Regions from separate parts of the Mus musculus genome. Here all the other regions are linked to region 1. A link is a contact called in public HiChIP or PLAC-seq data. All regions are on one chromosome and are shown on one strand. Each heading gives the region's core, a stretch centred on a gene start, on an enhancer-like site or on the middle of the called end of the contact. The rest is flanking DNA. Distances are from core to core; before and after follow the strand shown. Region 1 holds the start of Zfp708 (zinc finger protein 708). Region 2 holds the start of Zfp273 (zinc finger protein 273). Region 3 holds the start of Zfp85 (zinc finger protein 85). Region 4 holds the start of Zfp738 (zinc finger protein 738). Region 5 holds the start of Zfp729a (zinc finger protein 729a).

Region 1 (4,393 bases), core at 693-3,192:
CTGAAATAAGGTCAGGTCTATCTGGTCAGTGCCCCACAATCCTGGTACCAACTTCTGTCTTAGTTAGGATTACTATTTCTATGAGGAAAGATCATGACCAAAAGCGAGTTGGGGGAGTGTATTAGGGCTCTCTAGAGTAACAACTTATAAAATGTATGTATGTATGTATGTATGTATGTATGTATGTATGTATGTATGTATGTATGTGTGTGTGTGTATGGGGGGATTTATTCAAATGACTTACAGACTGTTGTCCAGCTAATCTGATGTTGGCTGGCAGAGCAGAGCATAGAAAGTCTAAGACTCCAGTAGTTTGCTCAGTCCACAAGCTGGTGCTCGGTATATGCTGGAATCCCAAAGATGTAGCTATAATGCCCATGAGGGAACGGACTTGCTAGGTAACAGCAAGCAGACAAAGAGCAAAAGCTTCCATCTTCCGTATCTATGTAGCAGTGGTTCTCAATCTTCCTAATGCTGTGAGCCCTTAATACAGTTCCTCATGTTGTGACTCCCCAACCATAAAATTATTTTTTGATATTTTATCACTAATTTTGCTGTTATGAATTGTAATGTAACTATGTGATATGCAGATGATCTTAAGCAACCCCTGAAAAGGGTTGTTTGACCCTCAAGGGGTCATAACTTGCATGTTGAAAATTGCTTTATAGCAGGGCGCGGTGGCACATGACTTTAATCCCAACACTCGGGAGGCAGAGGCAGGCAGATTTCTGAGTTAGAAGCCAGCCTGGTCTACAAAATGAGTTCCAGGACAGCCAGGGCTACACAGAGAAACCCAGTCTCGGAAAAGAAAAAAAAAAAAAAAAAAAAAAGGAAGGAAGGAAGAGAAAAAAGAGAAAATTGCTGTTATATAGACTTCCAGCAGAAGGTGTGGTCCAGATTAAAATTGTTATCTTCCCACCTCAGGATTGGAATTAAAGGCATGTATTTCCACCTGTTGCAGTAATTCCCCAACCCTGATACCCCAATAAGTCTATGCAAAAACCACACAACTCAGTTACATTATTTACAAGCTGCACGCTTAGACTGAGCAGATTTATCACTACACTACTCTATTCCCCAGCTGTGAGATCCCACATTATTTGCTGCCTCTCAGGGCCTTGTGGTTCTGCTCCATCTTCCTCTTATCTTCTCTTCCTCAGTCTTCTTCCTCCCTCGCTCCCTACTCTTCCCTCACTTCCTAAAACCTCTAGCCCCACCTTTCCCTTCCACTGCCCAATCACAGGCTCTAGTCTTTATTTGACCAGTTAGAATGGGGAGAAGGTTCACAGGAAATCACCTGAGTATGTGATCCACTCCTCTCAGGGGCAACCCCTCTTGAGGAAGCTGAATTAACATCAGAATACAAACAGCACCAGGGCAACCCACAACATCTACCTCACAAGTCATGACTAGAAGTGGATCCACCCACTTCAAACAAACAAAAATCCCTCAAAGGTGTCCCTTGTATTTCTTCTGGATTCCATCTAATTCTAGATGTAGTCAAGTACCAAGAATAGAAATCACAGGAGAAAAGAGTTTATTTGGTTTACATAACCTGGATTGCTGTCCATTGGAAGAAGCCAAGGCTGGAATTCAAAGAGGGCAGGAACCCGGAGGCAGGAGCTGCTGATGGTTTTTATTTTAAATCTAGTATAATTGAGTCAATGAGTTTTCCTCCTGCCAAAAGACTCTAGGAACCCCAGAGCTTTTTAGGTAACGTCTTTGATCAGAGTAAGAAGTAAACCTAATACAAGTTGCCGTCAAAGGCTGGATTTATATTCCCACAAGACCTTTGTAAATTTGAGACTTAAAAAGCAGCCTAATCCAGTGACAGGCTATAAATAGTTCTCCCTGACTTTGGTTCAGGGCAGTCCTTCGCGTAGACTTCTGGGAAATGTAGTCTCTCTTAGCATGACTCCGCTAGACCGGACTCTACTCCTCTGTGCTTCCGGTTCATTTTGCTTTTGTGTTTCTCCAAACTCTGCGGCTTTCTCAAAGTTGGAACAGTGTGGCTTGCGCTCCGCGCTCGACATGGAGGTTGGTCCCGGCTGCAGCCTAGCCTTGCAGGCCTCATGAACTATACGGGTGGGCGGGCCCGGGGTGCAGGGAGCCGGGGAGGGCTGGGCGGGAGGCGGAGAGAAGCCCACGTGGTCCTGCAGTGCGGACCTAGGCTTGGCCAGAGTGCAGGGGTGGGGCGCACGCACGGTGCAAGGAGTGATTGCTCTGTTAGGACAGAGCGGCTGACAGAGTCAATCATGTGTTTCAGGGACCTGAGAGGTGGCCTGCTACTGCGAGAATGGAGACTGGAAAGTCTAGGGTTGGTAGAGCAGGGTGGCTTGGCTGACCGTGCCAGAGGCAGGCTGTGATGAGAGCTCATACCCCACCTTGGCTGGGGAAGCTTGCTGTTAACTAGTTTTCACATTGCTGTTGTCAGATCCCTCAGGAAATCTAGAGCAAGTGGGTTTTTCTGGGCCCTCCCGTATTCAATGAGAGGCCCAGGACTCTGATTTTGAGTTCGTGTGGCTCATAGTTTCCAGGACAGTGAGTTCTGCGGGGGAGTTTGGTGTATGGGATGTTCGTCCCGTTTTCTTTGTGATAAATTGTTAGTTTTCAGGGCGGCTCACTTTGGATAGGAATCACTCCTTTACCCACTGTGACAGAACCCTCACATTCACACACCTGTATGAGGAAAAAAAAAAAAATCTCATCGAGGGGGCACTCTGAACTTTGTCCCAGCTATCACTGATCCTACAACACTGCAGAGTGGAAAATACTAGAGATTATTACCACATACAATTGCACCGGAGACTGCGATGTCAGAAATTTGGTGTTGTGTGGAAAGATTGAGAGTGAAGTTGAAGAGCTGTGGCTCACTCAGGGTCCTGTGATTGTATACAGCCAATGCTCACCCTGCCCTTTGTATACAGCCGCTGCTCATCCTGACATTTGTACTGTTTTTGCCACACTTCAGTCAAATTGATTTGTGTGCTGGAGACTGACTTACAGCATTAAAATCTATACCTGAGAAGCATGGGCTTTAAACTACATCAATACCAATACTTTCTATGTATCATCTAACAATCATTAAAATATGGACATTTTCTAATTAATGTCACTAATCTGCAGGAAACTAAGAATGTGCCGTTTTACACTGTTTAAGGTGTGAAAAGTACATTTTCTTGTACCTTAAATCTCGTTTCCTACAATGTAGAGGTGATACAGCAATAAGCACAATTATATTATAGGTCACAACACATAGATGTTTGATATCTATCTATCTATCTGTCTGTCTATCTACACTTTTACTTAATATATTTCTTAAACAGATCTATGATTGAAAATAAAACATCAGTGTATGCTGTGCTGTTTCCTGTTACATCTGCATTTGGGAGGTGGAAGCAGGAAATACAGTCCTTTGGGCATATGCTGAGTCTTATGTTGACTTATTCTTTTAGCTTTTTGTGGGTTCTCCATACTGATTGCCAGAGTTGCTGTACCAAGTTGCAGTCTTAGCAACAGTGACTGGGAGGTTCATTTTTTTCCACTCCTTCCCAGGATTTTTTTTGTCAGTTGTTTTGTTGATCTTAGCCTTTCTGACTGTAGTAAGAAGAAATCTCAAAGTTGTTTTGATTTCCTTGATGGTTAAGGACGATGAACACTTTTTGATGTTTATTTTTTAGCCATTTTTTGTTTCTTCTCTTTAGAACTCTGTTTAAATCCCTAGCTCATTTTTTAATTGTATCATTTATTTCCTTGAACGTTTGTATTTTCAGTTCTTACTATATTTTGGATATTAATCTCTGGACAGATGTGTAGATAACAAAGGTTCTCTCCTATCGTGTAGGCTTCTTCATAGTTGGTTGTTTCTTTAGCTGTCCGGAAGTTTTTAGTTTTATGGAATCCCACCTGTCAGTTGTTGGCCTTAATTCCTGCGCAAATGGTGTCCTTTTAAAGAAAAGTCCTTTCCTGCACCTATATTTTGTAGAATACTGCTTATATTTTCTCCTAGCAGTTTAGTGTTTCAGGTTTCAAATTGAGGGTTTTGACCCACTTGGATCAGTTTGTGCAGTGCAATAGATACAGGTCTAGTTTCATTCTTCTGCATGCGGTCATCCAGTTTTCCAAGCATCATTTATTGAAGGTGTTATCTTTTTTCCTGTGTGTGTGTGTGTGTGTGTGTGTGTGTGTGTGTGTGTGTATTTTTTCTTGCCTCTGTCAAATATCAGATTTAAGCCACCCTACATTTCCAGAATAAAGGCAGCCTGGTCATGGCATATGATCTTATGACATTTGCTTGTATTTGGTTTCCATGATGCTGTCATTCATGGGGTCTCCACTGCAACTGAAGCTGCACCTGCCACCAATGGTGGCCTCTCCTGGCCTTTCACAGTGC
Region 2 (4,393 bases), core at 1,026-3,525, 730 kb before region 1:
GGGCCAGGTCAACACAGTTCAAATTACTCACAGCAACAAAGTCTTCCATATTCCTACCATAATGATCCATTAAGCCCCATTTAAAGCAATCCACTCTGTTCCAAATCCAAAGTCCCAAAATCCACATTCTTTTAAATAAAAGCATGGTCAGGCCTATCACAGCAATACCCCACTCCTGGTACCAACTTCTGTCTTAGGGTTTTACTGCTGTGATCAGACACCATGACCAAGGCAAGTCTTATAAAAACAACATTTACTTGGGGCTGGCCTACAGGTTCAGAGGTTCAGTTCATAATCATCAAGGTGGGAGCATGGCAGTATCCAGGCAGGCATGGCACAGGCAGAGCTGAGAGTTCTACATCTTCATCCAAAGGTTGCGGGTGGAAGACTGACTTCCAGGCAACTAGAGTGAGTGTCTTAAGCCCACACCCACAGTGACACACCTACTCCAACCAGGTCACACCTATTCCAACAAGGCCACACCTCCAAATGGTGCCACTCCCTGATCCAAGAATATACAAATGATGACAGTGGCATTGACTAGAATGTGTCCATATTATTTTAATATAGTTAGATAATACATAGAGGGCTGGTGAGATGGCTCAGTGGGTAAGAGTACCTGACTGCTCTTCCGATGGTCCGAAGTTCAAATCCCAGCAACCACATGGTGGCTCACAACCATATATAATGAGATCTGACTCTCTCTTCTGGAGTGTATGAAGACAGCTACAGTGTACTTACATATAATAAAAATAAATACATCTTAAAAAAATACATAGAAAATACTAGTATTTACGATAATGTAGTTTAAACCCATGCTTCTTAGGTATAGATTTTAATGCTGTAAGTCAGTCTCCAGCATACAAATCAATTTGACTGGTGTGGCAAAAACAGCACAAATGGCAGGGTGAGGAGACACGTGTATACAAAGGACGGGATGAGCAGCCAGCTGTTTACAATCACAGTTCCATGAGTGAGCCACAGCTCTTCAACTTCATCTCTCAATCTTTCCACAAGAAAACAAATTTCTTACATCGCAGTCTCTGGTGCAATTTTATGAGTTAATATCTTCTAGTATTTTCCAGTCTGTACTATAGGATCAGTGATAGCTGGGAAGGTACAAAGCTCAGAGCGCCCCCTCTATGAGGTTTTGGTTTTGGTTTTGTTTTTTTGTTTTTTGTTTTTTGTTTTTTTTGTTTTTGTTTTTGTTTTTTGTTTTTTTTTTGCCTCATACAGGTGTGTGAATGTGAGGGTTCTGTCACAGTGGGTAAAGGAGTGATTCCTATCCAAAGTGAGCCGCCCTGAAAACTAACAATTTATCACAAAGAAAACGGGACGAACATCCCATACACCAAACTCCCCCGCAGAACTCCCTGTCCTGGAAACTATGAGCCACACGAACTCAAAACCAGAGTCCTGGGCCTGTCATAGAATATGGGAGGGCTCAGAAAAACCCACTTGCTCTAGATTTCCTGAGGGATCTGACAATAGCAATGTGAAAGCTAGTAACAGCAAGCTTCCCCAGCCAAGGGGCTGTGTGCGCTCTCATCATAGCCTGCTTCCGCACGATCAGCCAAGCCACCCTGCTCTAGCCATGTGGTGTGTCTCAGTGTAGCTCCTTGCTCCATTATCATAAGGTAAAATTGTGTCAATGTGCATTTTCCCTCCTGCCATACGATTCTAGGTACACCTGAGCTTTTAAAGTCACAACATATCGATCAAAGTAAGACGTAAACTCAATACACAGTGACATTGAAAGGTGGAATCATATTCCTACAACAACCTCTTTAAATCTGGTATTTTAAAAGTAGCCTAAAGGTATTGAAAAGCCTTGGGCAATAGCGCTCTTTTGGAGATCTTCGCATAGACTTGTGGGAAATGCAGTCCCTCTAATCATGACGTCACTAGACAGGATTCAAGCTTTCCGATCTCCATTCTTGCACTAGCAGGCCACCTCTCAGGTCCCTGAAACACATGATTGACTCTGGCAGTCGCTCCGTCCTAACAGAGCATTCGCTCCTGGCACCGTGCGTGCGCCCCACCCCTGCACTCTGGCCAAGCCTAGATCTGCATTGCACATCCAAGTGGGCTTCTCTCCGCCTCCCGCCCAGCCCTCACCGGCTCCCTGCACGCCGGACCCGCCCAACCTCAGAGTTCATGAGGTTTGCAAGTCTAGGCTGCACCCGGGACCAACCTCCATGTTAAGCGCGAAGAACAAGCCACACTGTCCGAACTTTGAGAACGCCGCAGAGTTTGGAGAATCACAAATGCAAAATGAACCCGGAAGCACAGAGAGCAGAGTCCTGTCTAGCGGGGTCATGCAGAGAGAAACTACATTTCCCAGAAGTCTATGCGAAGGACTGCCCTGAACCAAAGAAGTCAGAGGGTTTATAGGTCATGGATTGTATTTAACTGGAATTAGGCTCCTTTAAAAATCCCAAATTTACAAAGGGCAATTTGCGAATATGAGTGCAGCCTTTTACAGTAATGTGTATTAAGTTTACTTCTTACTCTGATCAATGCTGTGTCTTAAAAAGCTCAGGGGTTTGAGACAGAAGAATCACAAGTCTATGTCCCAAATTACACACTACCAAAAGAGATGGGGGGCTACTCACTGGTGAAGCACTTGCCTGGAGTAAAGGAGGCCTAGGTTTAACATCCATTATGACACTAAATCAAAGAGGAGAACAAAAACAAAAAACAGAACAATTTTGGTGTGTACACTGAAATCCACAGTTTGGGGCGGATATGGGCTAGGAAACACAGATATCTCTTACCGATAAGCCCCAGAAACCCTTTGAGATTTTCTTCTGTCCTTAGTCCCTTGTCCACACGTTCCTCAATTAATCCGTGTAAACAATTTAATATTTGAGAGAGCTGTGCCAGAGCTTTACCGGATTCTCTTTCACAATCTCACACAACTATTCACCACCAGATGTTCTTCCAGCTCCTGGCTCTACTCTCAATGGGAGGAAAACTGATCTTGGGCTCAATATGGCCAGTGAACTGACTCTTGACACACTATTCATCACTCATCATAGGATTTCTATCATAAGAGATTGCCGCGGAGCACCACAGTCAAGTATGAGGGTCCCTGGAATGAGGGTCCTTGAAGCTAGGTGGATAAGGTTTTGACAGTGACAAATAGAAACAAACACATAGGCAGTTTGAATCTGAGTGTATTCTGCAGCTCTCAAGCAGGAGATATTATACATTAAAAAACTAAACATTACATCTCTTAGAAACTACATCCAAATGAAACATTCACAGATACCAACAAAAATCATTTGGCACAGTAAAGTAGAAAAATCATCCAAGCATTACAACTCTGAAACCATGTATTCAGTGCATTGCAAACAGAACAGGTAACATCATCATAAATCATCAAAATATAACAATTCTAAAAGGATGTATCCAGTGGGGGCTGCCGTCCAAAGCTAGTGGCATATTTCTAGGAGCAGGTTAATAAATCTTTAATGATCAGTGCTAAACTAACTTTCCAGCCCCATGGAATTATTTAACATCTAGTGCCTGATTTTTTATAATCTTCAGTGTATAAATTTAAACTACTTTAATTCTTCCTAATTAAGGCTTTCTTTAACATATACCAAAATCCACCTCCGATGACACATGTGTAGCCATATGAAATTTTATTGTTGGGAAAGTTTTTATCATAATAATTTTGTAAATGATTTAGAAAGTAAAGTGTTGGTTTCCCTGGGGTTAAGGTCATGTTAGTGGCCCAATCTCTAGGGATTATTTCTTACCCATTATTCTCACTTAAGATCTTGGCCTAGGCTACCAGGAACATATAAATAAGAAAAGGAATAAGAGAAAACAAAACAGATAGATTGACATGAGAACTACGACTCAAAATTTTTTCTCTGGTGAAGAGTTCAACAACTGGTTCCAGGAGGCCTCCCCCTTTTGAGGTCAATTGCCTTAGTCTGTGGAACTTGTAACACAGATCCTACTGGAGGTGGTGTGGCAAGAGGTCTGCTCTCCCAAAATGCCACCTGAACCTCCCTCACACTCCTTGCTGGCTAGTGAGACCAGCCTGGCCTGACTCAGTGTAGGGTAACATGGAGCAACTGAGACTGCAATGCTGAAGACAGAGGTGGATCCAGCTGCAGCAGCAGAGGCAGAGGAAATGACTCCCCCTTCCTGCTCCCATTCTCTCACTTTTGCTTGAACCCTTGCACCCAGCAGGGTGACCTCTGTGGAAAGACTACAGTACACAAGCCCACAGACTACCATATGCAACTCTAAAAAAAAATAAACCCTTTCCTCCACAACTTGATTTATGGTCATGGTATTTCATCACAGCAATAGTAACCCTAACAAGGGCACTTACCATATGACTCAGCTGTACCAGTTCTTAGCAAATGCCCAG
Region 3 (4,393 bases), core at 837-3,336, 670 kb before region 1:
AGGAGTAGATTCCCCTGTCTTATAGTCCCCACATTGAACCATTCCAGGACCATCAGTGTCTGAAGGGATCCAGCATCTACAGTCCCAAGAATCACTTGGACCTACCTCATCTTCACATAGGAGCGGGATGGATTCTGTCCTGCTTTAACCGAGTCCCACCCCAGTCATCTCCCCTCTTGTGAAAGGATTGTTCGACCCTGAAGGGGGACATAACCCACAGGTTAAAACTCATTGTTTTATAGGATTTGAGAAGACGGTGTGGTCCAGATGAAAGGTGTATCTTCCCAGCTCAAGGTTGGGATCAAAGTCATGTGCCTCCCTATCTCAAAAGACTGGACTAGAAGCGAAACCACTGACTTCAAACCAAGCAGAAAAATCCCTCACAGGGTATCCTCCATTTCCGGAATCCAGTTAATTCCAGAAAGTAGTCAAGTGTCAAGAATAGCAATCACGGGGACAAGAGGGTTTATTTGGTTTACATATCCTGGACTACTGTCCATTGGAGAAAGCCAAGACAGAACCTCAAACAGGGCAGGAATCTGGAAGCAGGAGCAGATGCAAGGCCATGGAGAGGTGTTGCTTACTCAGCCTGATTCTTAGAGAACCCAGGACCCCAGCCCAAGGTTGGCACCACCCACAACATCCTAGGCCCTCCTACATCTATTACTTATTGTGAAGATGAAATGCCCTACAGGCTTGCCCACAGCCCAACCATATAGAGGCTTTTTCTCACTGAGGCTTCCTCCTCTGATGACTTTAGCTTGTGTCAAATTGATATAAAACCCAGCACAATTTCTTTCTGGTGATGAAACAAAAAAAGAACAATCTGATCTTCCCACTCTCTCATCCAAGAAGTAATCTCATTGTGAATCAGTGACCATGGCACGAAAACAAACTCTTTCCTCTCGTGGGGTTTATCGTTGGGTCTCAGATGTTACCAGTACAGGAATACATACACACGAGATAGGGAGTCCCATCACTCCGTGGTGTCAGTCCAGCCCCTTTCTTGCAATGAGTTCATTCTGTATGATCAGGAACATATTTCTGATACCTTTGTATTAAAGGAAGATTCATTCCTGTGTTATGAGATGAGGGAATAGAGTGAACTTCAAGCAAAAAACAAAACAAAACAAAAGAACCTTTAAGTACTTCCACATGAATGGGAGTAATGTAAGGAGTCCAGAAAGAGACTGGAAGTTGAATAGGGCAGATCCGAAGTAATACAGAGAGAAATCTTATGATGAGTGTTGGATAGTGGGTCAGGAGTCAGTTCACACACCATACTGATTCCAAGACCAGTTTTCCTCTAACTGGGAGAGGAGCCAGGAAGAACATTTGGTGGTGAATAGTTGTATGAGATTGTGAAAGAGAATCTGGTGAAGCTCTCTCAAATGTTAAATTGTTTACACGGATATCGGAGGAACGTGTGGACAAGGGGACTAAGGACAGATGAAAATCTCAAAGGGTTTCTGGGACTTATAGGTAAGAGACATCTGTGTTCCCTAGTCCACGCCCCAAACCGTGGATTTCAGTGTACACATCAAATCTGTTCGGTTATTTTTTTTTCCTCTTTGATTTAGTGTCATAATGGGTATTAAACCAAGGCCTCCTTCACTCCAGGCAAGTGCTTCACCAGTGAGTAGCCCCCATCTCTTTTGGTACTGTGTAATTTGGGACATAGACTTGTGATTCTTCTGTCTCAAACCCCAGAGTAGCTGAGATTTCAGAATATTTCCAGGAAACTTGGTTTCAAAAACTATCCTAAAGAGTTTGTGGTGTGCCCTAAAGTAGCTTCTTGCTCCGTTATTTTAAAGTAAAATTGACTCAATGTGATTTTTTTTCTGCCCCCCATAAGATTCTAGGAACCCCTGAGCTTTTTAAGTCACAGCATTGATCAGAGTAAGAAGTAAATCTAATACATATTACCGTTAAAGGCTGGACTCATATTCTCAAAATGCCCTTTGTAAATTTGGGATTTTTAAAAGCAGCCTAATTCCAGTTACATACAATCCATGCGCTTTAAATTCTTTGCCTTCTTTGGTTCCGGGTAGTCCTTCGCGTAGACTTCTGGGAAATGTAGTCTCTCTCTCTCTTTCTGTATGACCCCGCTAGACAGGACTCTGCTCTCTGTGCTTCCGGGTTCTTTTTACGTTTGTGATTCTCCAAACTCTGCGGTGTTCTCAAAGTTGGGACAGTGTGGCTTGTTCTTCGCGCTTAACATGAAGGTTGGTCCCGGGTGCAGCCTAGACTTGCAAATCCAGGAACTCTGCGGGTAGGCGGGTCCGGCGTGCAGGGAGCGGGGGAGGGCTGGGCAGGAGGCGGAGAGAAGCCCATTTGGATGTGCAGTGCAGATCTAGGCTTAGGGGTGGCTTGGCTGACCATGCCAGAGACAGGCTGTGATGAAAGCTCACACAGCACCTTGGCTGGGGAAGCTTGCTGTTACTAGCTTTCACATTGCTGTTGTCAGATCCCTCAGGAAATCTAGAGCAAGTGGGTTTTTCTGAGCCCTCCCATATTCTATGACAGGCCCAGGACTCTTGTTTTGAGTTCGTGTGGCTCATAGTTTCCAGGACAGTGAGTTCTGGCGGGGGAGTTTGGTGTATGGGATGTTCGTCCCGTTTTCTTTGTGATAAATTGTTTTCAGGGCGGCTCACTTTGGATAGGAATCACTCCTTTACCCACTGTGACAGAACCCTCACATTCACACACCTGTATGAGGCAAAAAAAAAAAAAAAAAAAAATTCTCATCGAGGGGGCACTCTGAGCTTTGTACCTTCCCAGCTATCACTGATCCTACAACACTGCAGAGTGGAAAATACTAGAGAATATTACCACATACAATTGCACCAGAGACTGCGATGTCAGAAATTTGGACTCCTTTTGTGAAAGGAGAGATAAGTTGCCCAGGTATTTGTATTGTGTGGAAAGATTGAGAGATGGGGTTGAAGAAATGTGGCTCACTAAAGGTCTTGTGATTGTATACAACAGTCTGCTCCCCATGGCATTTGTATACAGCCAGCTGCTCACCCCGTGCTTTGTATACAGCCTTTGCTCACTCTGTCCTTTGTGCTGTTTTTGCCACACTTCAGTCAAATTGATTTGTGTGCTGGAGACTGACTTACAGCATTCAAATCTATACCTAAGAAGCATGGGCTTTAAACTACATTATCATAATACCAGTATTTTCTATGTATTATCTAACTATAATTACAATAATATGGACACTTTCTAGTCAATGCCATTAATGTTCAGGAAACTAAGAACATGTCATTTTACATTTTATGGTGTGAAAAGTACATTTTCTTGTACCTTAGATCCCGTTTCTTAGAAGGTAGAGGTGATACAGCAAAATGCTTATATCACAGGTCACACATGCATGCATTTAATATATACATATACACATTTATATTTAATATATTTATCAAACAGACCTATTTAAAAGAAAATGTCAAATTTAAGGTTACGTGTGCTACCTAAGATTATCAAAAATAATTTATTTTTTAAATAGAGGCACTTGTTTCTCTAGCAAAGGAACATTGTTCAGCCCCCACCAGGCACACAGTGGTTCATAATTGTCTATAACTGCAGTTCCAGGGAACCAATAACATCTTCTGGTCTCCAGGGTAACCATGTGGTGCACCATCATACAAGATGGCAACAACATATGCACAAAAATAAAAATAAATGACTTAAAAAGTTAAACATCACGAGGCCTAGAGAGTTAGCTCTGGGGTTGAGAGCTCTTGTGGTTTTTGTCTAAGTTTGCATATAATATATAGTGTATAAGTTTCAGTAAGTATAAAATAATATGATTTCATGAGGTTTGGTATTCGTTTTCCTTATCTCGCCCTTCCTCTCCATCTGTATGGACCTCCTTTCTTCTTGCCAATTGAAACCCCCTCCAGGTTTATTCTACCCTTTCTCCATCTGTGTTGACCTCCCACCATTTTCCCAGTTGACCCCCCTTCCCCGTAGGTTTTCCCTTTCCCACTTCAGATCACCTGTGTCCTGCTACGCATTTCTCATGCCCCTCCCCACATGCTCCCTTTATACTTCCCTGATTTCCATGGTTACTTCATGCTATATTACTCACATCTGAAAATTTGGAGCTAGAAAGAACTGCTGCAGACTGCTCAGGGAACACCCGTGACTTTGCATTGTGCCGTCATCATCAGGAAATCTTTTGACAGGCTGCAGAAGGTCTTGCAAAGCAAGGAAAGTAGAGGCGCTACATTGGTTCACATGTATATGCACTTATGTGCAGCGTAGTCCAGTTGAGCCTCAGAACAGGGGGGATTGTCTGTGACAATATGAATGGGATTATTACTTCAGACCTGGAAAGGCAAGTAAAAGATGATCTTAGCCATAGAGAGACTCCAAAGAAATAAATCTC
Region 4 (4,393 bases), core at 781-3,280, 600 kb before region 1:
GATAAGATCTAAAACAATGCCTCTTTATTAAAGCAGTAAAGCTTGCTTTAATAGGTATTCATAAGTATTAATTGGCATCCAAACTTCGTAATGGGATAGTAATGCTTCTAATATTGATTTTAAAGATGATAAATTGTTTTAAACTTGGGTTTTGCTTTCCCAAGGTTGTAGGTATTATCCTAACCTTGCACAAGAAACTTAAAAATTATGGTTAAAACTGCCAGAGTTCCACTGACTTCAGCCTGCAGTTTCATTGCAAATTTAAGATTTTCTACTCACCCATATATTGTTAATTAAGATTATTACAAGAGTAATCATCTTTTGAAAGCACTAATACAGCTCACTTCATACAAAACTGTGACAGAGTTATCTAGTTATGTTTGTCTTTGTGAATAGATTAGACAATCACTTTGGCTATAGTTGCTGCCTGGCAGGAAACTGCAGTACGGGCAATTTTTTCACAACACTAAAGTTGTGAAGAACATTTTAACTGTAAGTCATCTTAAGAAAGAGTATCAAACTTTAGAGGCGTAGACGGTTACATTGTTCCTCTAGAATTGGTCCTTATTACAGGAGGGCCAAGATGCTCAGATTAAAAAAAGTATTTTACCTTTGAGTCAATGCAGGGCTCTGGGCAGCCCCAGAGCGGCTTGTGGCCTTCTTGTGTTTTGCAAACAGTGCCTGAGAAAGTTTTTCCCTGTGTCCAAGAAAATTTCTTTTTAACAGTGTTGCAGATCTATTCAGATGTTTAAAATAATGCTTAAATTCAAAGAGTTTTGCTTCAGGTGAACTGTAATCACTAGAAAATTTTGCCTCTAGGTATGGCTAATGTAACTTTACCTTATGTAAGAAAAATTTTTATTGTTTCTGCTTCTATACTTGAAGCCAAGAGTTTTAATCTTTCAGTGTATATTGTTTCCTAAGTGGAAAGTATTTTATTAACTAATGCTTCTTAAAGGAAGTTTACCTTAAATCCTTGCTCTCACCCAAAGGATTCAGAGACAATCCTTTTATTACTTAGGGATTTCGCACAGTCTCTGCTCTGAAACAGCTTGCTTTTGAATTATTGTGCCTCAGGGAAGTATGAAATCTTTTCTGTAATGCCATTTGTAGCTTTAACTCAAGCATGAACTACACAGGAATAAACCTTCCCACGAAAAGATGGGAATTCTCAATACTCCAAGTTTCCAGTCTAACTTCTTTAATACATCGACCTCGTTTTACAGTGATATGAACATATTTCTGATACCTTTATATTCCAGGAGGAACGATCTCAGTGTTCTGCTTAGGAGAAGTGAGGGAAGTACAAGGCAGCTACCAGTAATGTTCAAGTATTATCAAATGTGAATGATGACAGGATCAGTGGAGACAGGAAAATCAATAAAGAACATCAAACCAAACACAGAGGGAAATTGAAGAGCCAGTACACACACCATTGTGATCCTAGGAGCTGTGCCCCTCCTCTTGGGAGAGATTCAGAGGAGGAAAGCAAGTGCTCAGAAAATACTTGGTGGTGACTCACTTTGATTTCTAATTCTGTCTTAAGTACCTGGGATGGTTTCGATAACATCTTAAAGAGATAATGCCCACTCTTACATTATCTTCCTTTTTCATATTTTAAGTAAACCATGAAAGCATTAATTTTCCACTCCGTAGTAAGATGCTAATAAGTAGAGATGTGCTTTTTAAAAAACCAAAAACAACAATAACAACAAAAAAGATCCGAGCTTTAAACTCACAATGTTTTAGAAGAGATAACAAGGAAATGCGATAAACATTACTGTGAAACTCAGCTCACAGGCTAACATCGCGTGCTGTGACCAAAGACTTTTTTTAAAGCCCAATTTCCCTGTGGCTGCCCACATGCTGCAGCCTGTTTTTTTCTAACTTCAGCTGCCCAGAGCTGGGCTGCAAGGCAGGCAATGCACAAGACCTCTTCTGTGGGTCCCTGTAAGTCCTTCCAACTGACTTGTGGGAAGTGTAGTCCCGTCCCTTGTGAGGTCATCAGAAAGGGCCCTCGGAATCGAGCTTCCTTAGTCTTTCTTCAAACTTCACTCCTCAAATGTATGCAGTTGTCCTCAGCACTACATCTGGATTTCTGACATGGAGGTTGGTGCAGGGAGCAGCGCCATCTTTCAGGTCTGAGGGGCTGTGCAGGGTGGCAGGTAGGGCACGGAGGGAGCTGGCTCGGGCTTATTGAGAGGCAAGAAGCTGCTGACCTGGAGATGCTGTGCTGACCTAGGCTGGGCCGCTGCGCCTGGGCACGGGTTTGAAGGGGAAAAGACTGAAAACAACAGGATGGCAAGGGCAGGCTGGGTCAGCTGCCTGCCTGTTCCTGAGATGCTGACAAGAGCGCACTCATCATTACCTAGCTGGCCCGTTCTCACGTGACTGTAGTCAGATTCTCAGGACATACAGAGCACTTGACATGTAGCACCCTCTATACGTTATGTCTTGGACACCACTCCTGGTTTGTGCTCAAACAGCTTCCTAAAGTTCCTAGTGTCCAAGGAGCAAGAATCCTGTGAGGGAGGGCAAACTGTTGTGTGGGATGTTAGTTCCTGTTCCTTTGGAACGAATTGTTAGACTCACGGATGCCCTGATTCAAATAAGATTTTCTAATAGACACCTTTGTGACCTGAATGCGACAATACATGGATATAAAACCACAAAATAATCTTGTAGTTGGTATGAACCAGTGTTTGCACAATCCAAATAAATAGGATTTTACACTAAAGATTAAAAATCACTAGACAATAATACCTCAACAATTCTGAGTATGTGTTGTGTCCAAAATTTTGACTCCTTTTCAGATGTGAGAGACTTGACTTGGTGTGATGAGAAATGGCAGGGGGGGCTAGAAAGTCTGAAAGGGAAGGGGGAAATGGCTCTGCTCATCTTCCAGGCTCTGTACATTGCACTCTAATCTGCAAGGATCTGTACATTGCTCTCTAATCTGCCAGAGTCTGTACATTGTTGTCTCTTCACTTGCTTTTCTTCTTTGTGTTCATGTTATCAGCATTGTCTGAACTCTCTTAAATTTTCCTTTATCCCTTAATGTGACATTCATGTTTACTGACACACCCTTCTTAATAGTTTTAGAAAAAATTCTCCCAAGTTTTTCAACTGTATTTGAAAAGCTGTAAGATAGAACTGGAGAGATGGCTCAGTGGTTAAGATATCTGGCTGTTCTTCCAAAGGTCCTGAGTTTAATTCCCAGCAACCACTTGGTGGCTCCCGACTATCTATAATTGGATCTGATGTTCTCTTCTGGTGTGTCAGCAAAAGAATGCTCAAAGAAAGAAAAGAAAGAAAGAAAGAAAGAAAGAAAGAAAGAAAGAAAGAAAGAAAGAAAGAAAGAAAAATACTTTCGGTCTTATGGTTTACACATAGTATGTTTATGATCATTCAAAAATGCACAGTTCTCCTCTTGAAAGGTTAAGAGAATAGTTTAGTACAGAGCAATTTGAGTAGCCATGATCTGAGGACATAGATTTAGTTTAAACCAAATTCCATACTCTAACATGGAATCAGTTTCATGATTGTACACTCAGGAAGAGTGAGAATCAAGCATCCTCCATTGGGCCCTCCTTTTTATTTAGTGTGTCTGGGTCTGTTGATTGTATCATGGATATCTTCGTAGCTAATATCCACTTATAAGTGAGTATATATTATGCATATCCTTTTGGTTCTGGGCTAAGTCACTCAGGAAGATGAAGTGCAAGTTTCTAGTTTCTTTAAATTCAGTTGTGTCACGTAATGTTTTGCTGGAAGCTGTCTCGTCAGAGGGCATGTGATGTTTTGCTGAGAGCAGATGCTTGAGAACGTGGGTGATATTTAGAAAGAAGATAAATAGCACCCCACAGACAATGAGAGGATGCTTCTGCATTGATAGGACCTGCAAAGCTCTGCTGGTCTTCACTACATAGAGAGAAATGCACCAAAGAACTTCTGTGGGATTTTGGCTGCTTCTACTGATTCATATGAATTCAGTGGTTCCTTGTGCTTTCTGTTGGATCTTGCTATGTGTCCTGATTCATGCTTGATGTTTTGTAATTGGACTGGACTGCTGTCTTAGTCGGGGTTTGTATTCCTGCACAAACATCATGACCAAGAAGCAAGTTGGGGAGGAAGAGGTTTATTTGGCTTACACTTCCATAGTGCTGTTCATCACCAAGGAAGTCAGGACTGAAACTTAAGCAGGTCAGGGAGCAGGAGCTGATGCAGAGACCATGGGAGGATGTTCCTTACTGGCTTACTTCCCCTGGCTTGCTCAGCCTGCTCTCTTATAAAACCAAGATTACCAGCCCAGAGATGGTCCCACCCACAAGGGGCCTTTCCCCCTTGATCACTAATTGAGAAAATGCCTTACAGTTGGATCTCATGGAGGCAT
Region 5 (4,393 bases), core at 700-3,199, 560 kb before region 1:
GTATGGCCTGATTTGAGGTATAGTCTTTCTACAGGAAGCATGTCAGGAGGTGTTGTTTGGATAACTCATATATGTGGTTGAGTCTGGCCAGTGTGACCCAGAGCCTCTTCCTTGCTGTATGCAGAAGACAGACCCCCTTCTGCTGCCTGCAGATAAAAATGTAGACCTCTCATTTCTGCCTAAACCTTACCATGCTTTCTACCATGATGATATTGAACTGACTCTCTGAAAATGTAAGCCAGTTCCAATTAAATGTTTTCTTTCATAAGGGCTTATCCCTAACTAGCTTACAAGTAAAAGAGGTTCAGACTCGAGGTTATTTCATCTGGCTTTGACAAGTACTGGGGTTCAACCCCTAATTTACTCTTCCTCTAACTGCTTTCTTGGCTACCTTCCCAGTGGTGTACTTCAGATACTTAATGTTTCTCCCAGCCATGTACACCCCCCCCCCATGGCAGCTCATCCTCTTCACCCATTCTTCCTCCTTTTCCTGGCCTCTTTTCCTTCTCTCTCTTCTCCACCCCATACCACCTAACTCAAAAGCCACCTACTTCTAGTCCTTCCAGTAATAGGCTGTACCAAATTTGATTTAACTAATAGTTTTCAATCAAGGAACAAGGTTTGCACAACAGAACCTTTTAAATGTGAGAGGTCCATGGTAAGCTTAGACCTTCAGATATAAAATTTAGTATTACAATACATAGCAACATACCAAACCTCAACACATACACATATTGGAAAACTAACTATGCTCAGAAATGTTAAGTCCTTCTGGTTGTTGGCAATGCCCTTCACTACAGCCATCAGGGGGATGACAGACCACTCATGACCTCATTCTAAACAGACATGCCAATCAAATGTCCAGGTGAATGTACTGCTTGTTGACTCTAGTTTTTCTAAGTTAAGGAATCTGTTCTGATCCCTAGGCAAACACACTCCCTAGAGAAGAAAAATTGGAATGGGATTTTGCACAGTCTCTGCTCTGAAACAGCTTGGCTTTGAATTATTGTGCCTCAGGGAAGTATGAAGACTTTTCTGTAATGCCATTTGTAGCTTTAACTCAAGCATGAACTACACAGGAATAAACCTTCCCACGAAAAGATGGGAATTCTCCATACTCCAAGTTTCCAGTCTAACTTCTTTAATACATCGACCTCATTTTACAGTGATATGAACATATTTCTGATACCTTTGAATTCCAGGAGGAACTATCTCGGTGTTCTGTTTAGGAGAAGTGAGGGAAGTGCAAGGCAGCTACCAGTAATGTTCAAGTATTATCAAATGTGAATGATGACAGGATCAGTGGAGACAGGAAAATCAATAAGGAACATCAAACCAAACACAGAGGGAAATTGAAGAGCCAGTACACACACCATTGTGATCCAAGGAGCTCTGCCCCTCCTCTTGGGAGAGATTCAGAGGAGGAAAGCAAGTGCTCAGAAAACACTTCGTGGTGACTCAGTTTGATTTCTAATTCTGTCTTCAGCACCTGGGATGGTTTTGATAGCATATTAAAGAGATAATGCCCACTCCTACATTAACTTCCTGCTTTCATATTTTAAATAAACAATGAAAGCATGAATTTTCCATTCGGTAGTAATATTCCATAAGTAAATCTGTGCTTTAAAAAACCAAGGGGAAAAAAAAAAAAGAAAGAAAGATCGAAGCTTTAATCTCACAATGTTTTAGCAGAGATAACAAGGAAATGTGATAAACATTACTGTGAAACTCAGCTCACAGGCTAACATCGCTTGCTGTAACCAAAGACTTTTTTAAAAGCCCACTTTCCCTGTGGCTGCCCATGTGCTGCAGCTTAGTTCTTTCCAACTTCAGCTGCCCACAGCTGGACCGCAAGGCAGGCAATGCACAAGACATCTTAGGTGGGGTCCCTGTAAGTCCTTCCAACTGACTTGTGGGAAGTGTAGTCCTGGTTCCTGTTTCGTCATTAGAAAGGGCCATCGGACTCGAACTTCCTTATTCTTCCTTCAAACTTCACTCCTCAAATGTATGCAGTTGTCCTGCTCAGCGCTGCATCTGGATTTCTGAGATGGAGTTCGGTGCAGGGACCAGCGCCTTCTTTCAGGTCTGAGGGGCTGTGCAGGGTGGCAGGTAGGGCACGGAGGGAGCTGGCTCGGGCTTGTTGAGAGGCAGGAAGCTGCTGACCTGGAGATGCTGTGCTGACCTAAGCTGGGCCGCTGCGCCTGGGCACGGGTTTGAAGGGGAGAAGGTTGAAAACAACAGGATGGCAAGGGCAGGCTGGGTCTGCTGACTGCCTGTTCCCGAGATGCTGACGGGAGCGCACTCATCATTACCTAGCTGACCCGTTCTCACGTGACTGTAGTCAGATTCTCAGGGCATACAGAGCACTTGGACTTGTAGCGCCCTCTGTATGTTATGTCCTGGAGACTACTCCTGGTTTGAGCTCAAACAGCTTCCTAAAGTTCCTAGTGTCCAAGGAGCAAGAATCCTGTGAGGGAGGGCAAACTGTTGTGTGGGATGTTAGTTCCTGTTCCTTTGGAATGAATTGTTAGACTCACGGATGCCCTGATTCAAATCACATTTTCTGATAGACACCTTTGTGACCTGAATGCGACAATACATGGCTATAAAACCACAAAATAATCTTGTAGTTGGTATGAACCAGTGTTTGCACAATCCAAATAAATAGGATTTTACACTAAAGATTAAAAATCACTAGACAATAATACCTCAACAGTTCTGAGTATGTGTTGTGTCCAAAATTTTGACTCCTTTTCAGATGTGAGAGACGACTTGGGGTGATGAGAGATCACAGGGTGGCACTGGAAAGTCTGAAAGGGAAGGGGGAAATGCCTCTGCTCATCTGCCAGGCTCTGTGCATTGCTTTCTAATCTGCCAGACTCTGTACATTGTTGTCTCTTCACGTGCTTTTCTTCCTAGAGTTCACGTTATCAGCAGTGTCTGAACTCTTTTAAATTTTCTTTTGTCCCTCAATGTGACATTCAGGTTTAGTGACACACCCTTAATAGTTTTAGAAAGAATTCTCCAATTTTTTCAACTGTATTTGAAAAGCTGTAAGATAGGGAAGGAGAGATGGCTTATTGGTTAAGAGCATGCCTATTCTTCCAAAGGTCCTGAGTTTAATTCCAGCAACCACTTGTTGGCTCCCAACCGTCTATTATTGGATCTGATGTTCTCTTCTGGTATGTCAGCAAAAGAATGCTCATATAAATAAATAAATAAATATTTTGAAAAGTTGTAATATAAATTTCAAAAGCCGTGGCACTCTTGGGGTCTTATGATTTACACATAGTAGGTTTATGTTCATGTAAAAATGCACAGTTCTCCTCTTAAAGGGCTAAGAGAATTGTTTAGTCCACAGCTATTTGAGTAGCCATGATCTAAGAACATAGATTTAGTTTAAACCAAATTCCATACTCCAACATGGAACCAGTTTCATGGTTGTACAGAACAAATAATGTCATTGACCAAGGAAAATTTGAAATACATTGGTGTGAGTCTGATAGAGGCATGCACTATGAGACATTGGAGATATTTTCAATGTCTAAGATACCATCTGATGAGATTTTAGCTTTTGGATTGATAGAAGCTCATGTTCTGCCTAGTCAGTGGATTCTGGGAGGTTTTTATCTATTGTCACAAGCTGTGTGGCCGACTACAGAGTGAGGCAAGGACTGACCCTGAAGGTAAAACCAGCCCAAGGTAAGACAGCTAACCCTAAACCTGCAGAATTCCAGGCTCTGCCTCTCAGTGAACTTCCACGTGGGCCATCAGACTCTGCACCCACAGACTCCTTACAAGAGTTTTGCATTCACAGAATACACACAGGTTTTTTTGTCTGTTTGGTTTTTTGTTTTTGTTTTTTGTTTTCAGGATTTCTCCTCCACAGCCCCTCCCCTATCTCAGGGGATCTTGCTTATATTATCACTCTTCAGTCAAACCAAGTGTTTGTGAGCCAGAGCTGGAGCCTGACTTACAGCATTCAAGTCTACTGTCAGGAAGCATGGGCTTCAGACCACCTTGTCCTAGCTACTGGAATTTTCAATGAGTTTGCAACCACATCTAGAATAAATAAACATTTCCTAGTTAATGATGCTAATCGGTAGGGAAAATATAACAGTATATGAAGTCGGGAATCACATGCTACCTTGTACACCAAAACACATTCATTACAACATAGAGAGGGTACAGCAGGGTGCTCATATATAAACTTACAGACACCAAATAGTCGTATATTTTCTATTAATCAGCCCTATGATAGACAAGTGAGCTAAAGCCTATTGTGTCATTCATCTCTGTGTTTTGGGGGAGGAATCAGGAATCCTGGAGTTCAAAGTCATCCTTTCCTTCATAGCCAACTCAGGGGAGCCTAAGCTACTTGAGACCCCTTGAT

The links. HiChIP or PLAC-seq counts read pairs in DNA pulled down with a chosen protein or histone mark.
Region 2: an H3K27ac HiChIP or PLAC-seq map of double positive thymocytes shows a contact between it and region 1, with 4 times the contacts expected there. The contact joins the promoter of Zfp273 here to the promoter of Zfp708 in region 1. A contact is called at or near these places in 3 of 39 promoter capture datasets (the C10 cell line, embryonic stem cells and liver), 27 of 484 Hi-C or Micro-C datasets (the G1E-ER4 cell line, the N1E-115 cell line, bone marrow-derived macrophages and 14 more), 29 of 115 datasets of contacts at active chromatin or transcription factors (CD8 T cells, DN3 thymocytes, the NIH/3T3 cell line and 16 more) and 5 of 9 other capture datasets (adipose tissue, embryonic stem cells, liver and 2 more).
Region 3: an H3K4me3 HiChIP or PLAC-seq map of stem cell-derived neural progenitor cells shows a contact between it and region 1, with 24 times the contacts expected there. The contact joins the promoter of Zfp85 here to the promoter of Zfp708 in region 1. A contact is called at or near these places in 6 of 39 promoter capture datasets (the HPC-7 cell line, cranial neural crest, frontonasal cranial neural crest and 3 more), 6 of 484 Hi-C or Micro-C datasets (CD4 T cells, the G1E-ER4 cell line, cerebral cortex and 2 more), 4 of 115 datasets of contacts at active chromatin or transcription factors (bone marrow-derived macrophages, embryonic stem cells and stem cell-derived neural progenitor cells) and 4 of 9 other capture datasets (adipose tissue, liver, macrophages and 1 more).
Region 4: an H3K4me3 HiChIP or PLAC-seq map of stem cell-derived neural progenitor cells shows a contact between it and region 1, with 5 times the contacts expected there. The contact joins the promoter of Zfp738 here to the promoter of Zfp708 in region 1. A contact is called at or near these places in 3 of 39 promoter capture datasets (cranial neural crest, embryonic stem cells and second pharyngeal arch cranial neural crest), 2 of 115 datasets of contacts at active chromatin or transcription factors (pro-B cells and stem cell-derived neural progenitor cells) and 1 of 9 other capture datasets (liver).
Region 5: an H3K4me3 HiChIP or PLAC-seq map of bone marrow-derived macrophages shows a contact between it and region 1, with 5 times the contacts expected there. The contact joins the promoter of Zfp729a here to the promoter of Zfp708 in region 1. A contact is called at or near these places in 1 of 484 Hi-C or Micro-C datasets (LSK cells), 3 of 115 datasets of contacts at active chromatin or transcription factors (bone marrow-derived macrophages, cardiomyocytes and stem cell-derived epiblast-like cells) and 2 of 9 other capture datasets (adipose tissue and macrophages).

The regions. Positions count from the first base shown.
Region 1 is chr13:67,079,094-67,083,486 of GRCm38.p6, reverse strand. It overlaps Zfp708 (zinc finger protein 708), which reads left to right and starts at 1,942. Exons shown (of 4, transcript NM_001012448.2): 1 at 1,942-2,037. The coding sequence starts at 2,032.
Region 2 is chr13:67,811,698-67,816,090 of GRCm38.p6, reverse strand. Zfp273 (zinc finger protein 273) reads right to left here and starts at 2,275. Exons shown (of 4, transcript NM_198322.3): 1 at 2,195-2,275. The coding sequence starts at 2,200. All of the region lies in intron 2 of 4930525G20Rik (RIKEN cDNA 4930525G20 gene), which reads left to right.
Region 3 is chr13:67,752,895-67,757,287 of GRCm38.p6, reverse strand. It overlaps Zfp85 (zinc finger protein 85), which reads left to right and starts at 2,086. Exons shown (of 4, transcript NM_001001130.3): 1 at 2,086-2,225. The coding sequence starts at 2,220. It overlaps Zfp85os (zinc finger protein 85, opposite strand), which reads right to left. Exons shown (of 3, transcript NR_027969.1): 2 at 4,094-4,300; 3 at 450-2,709.
Region 4 is chr13:67,681,149-67,685,541 of GRCm38.p6, reverse strand. Zfp738 (zinc finger protein 738) reads left to right here and starts at 2,030. Exons shown (of 4, transcript NM_001001187.3): 1 at 2,030-2,139. The coding sequence starts at 2,104.
Region 5 is chr13:67,635,337-67,639,729 of GRCm38.p6, reverse strand. Zfp729a (zinc finger protein 729a) reads left to right here and starts at 1,949. Exons shown (of 4, transcript NM_183146.4): 1 at 1,949-2,083. The coding sequence starts at 2,048.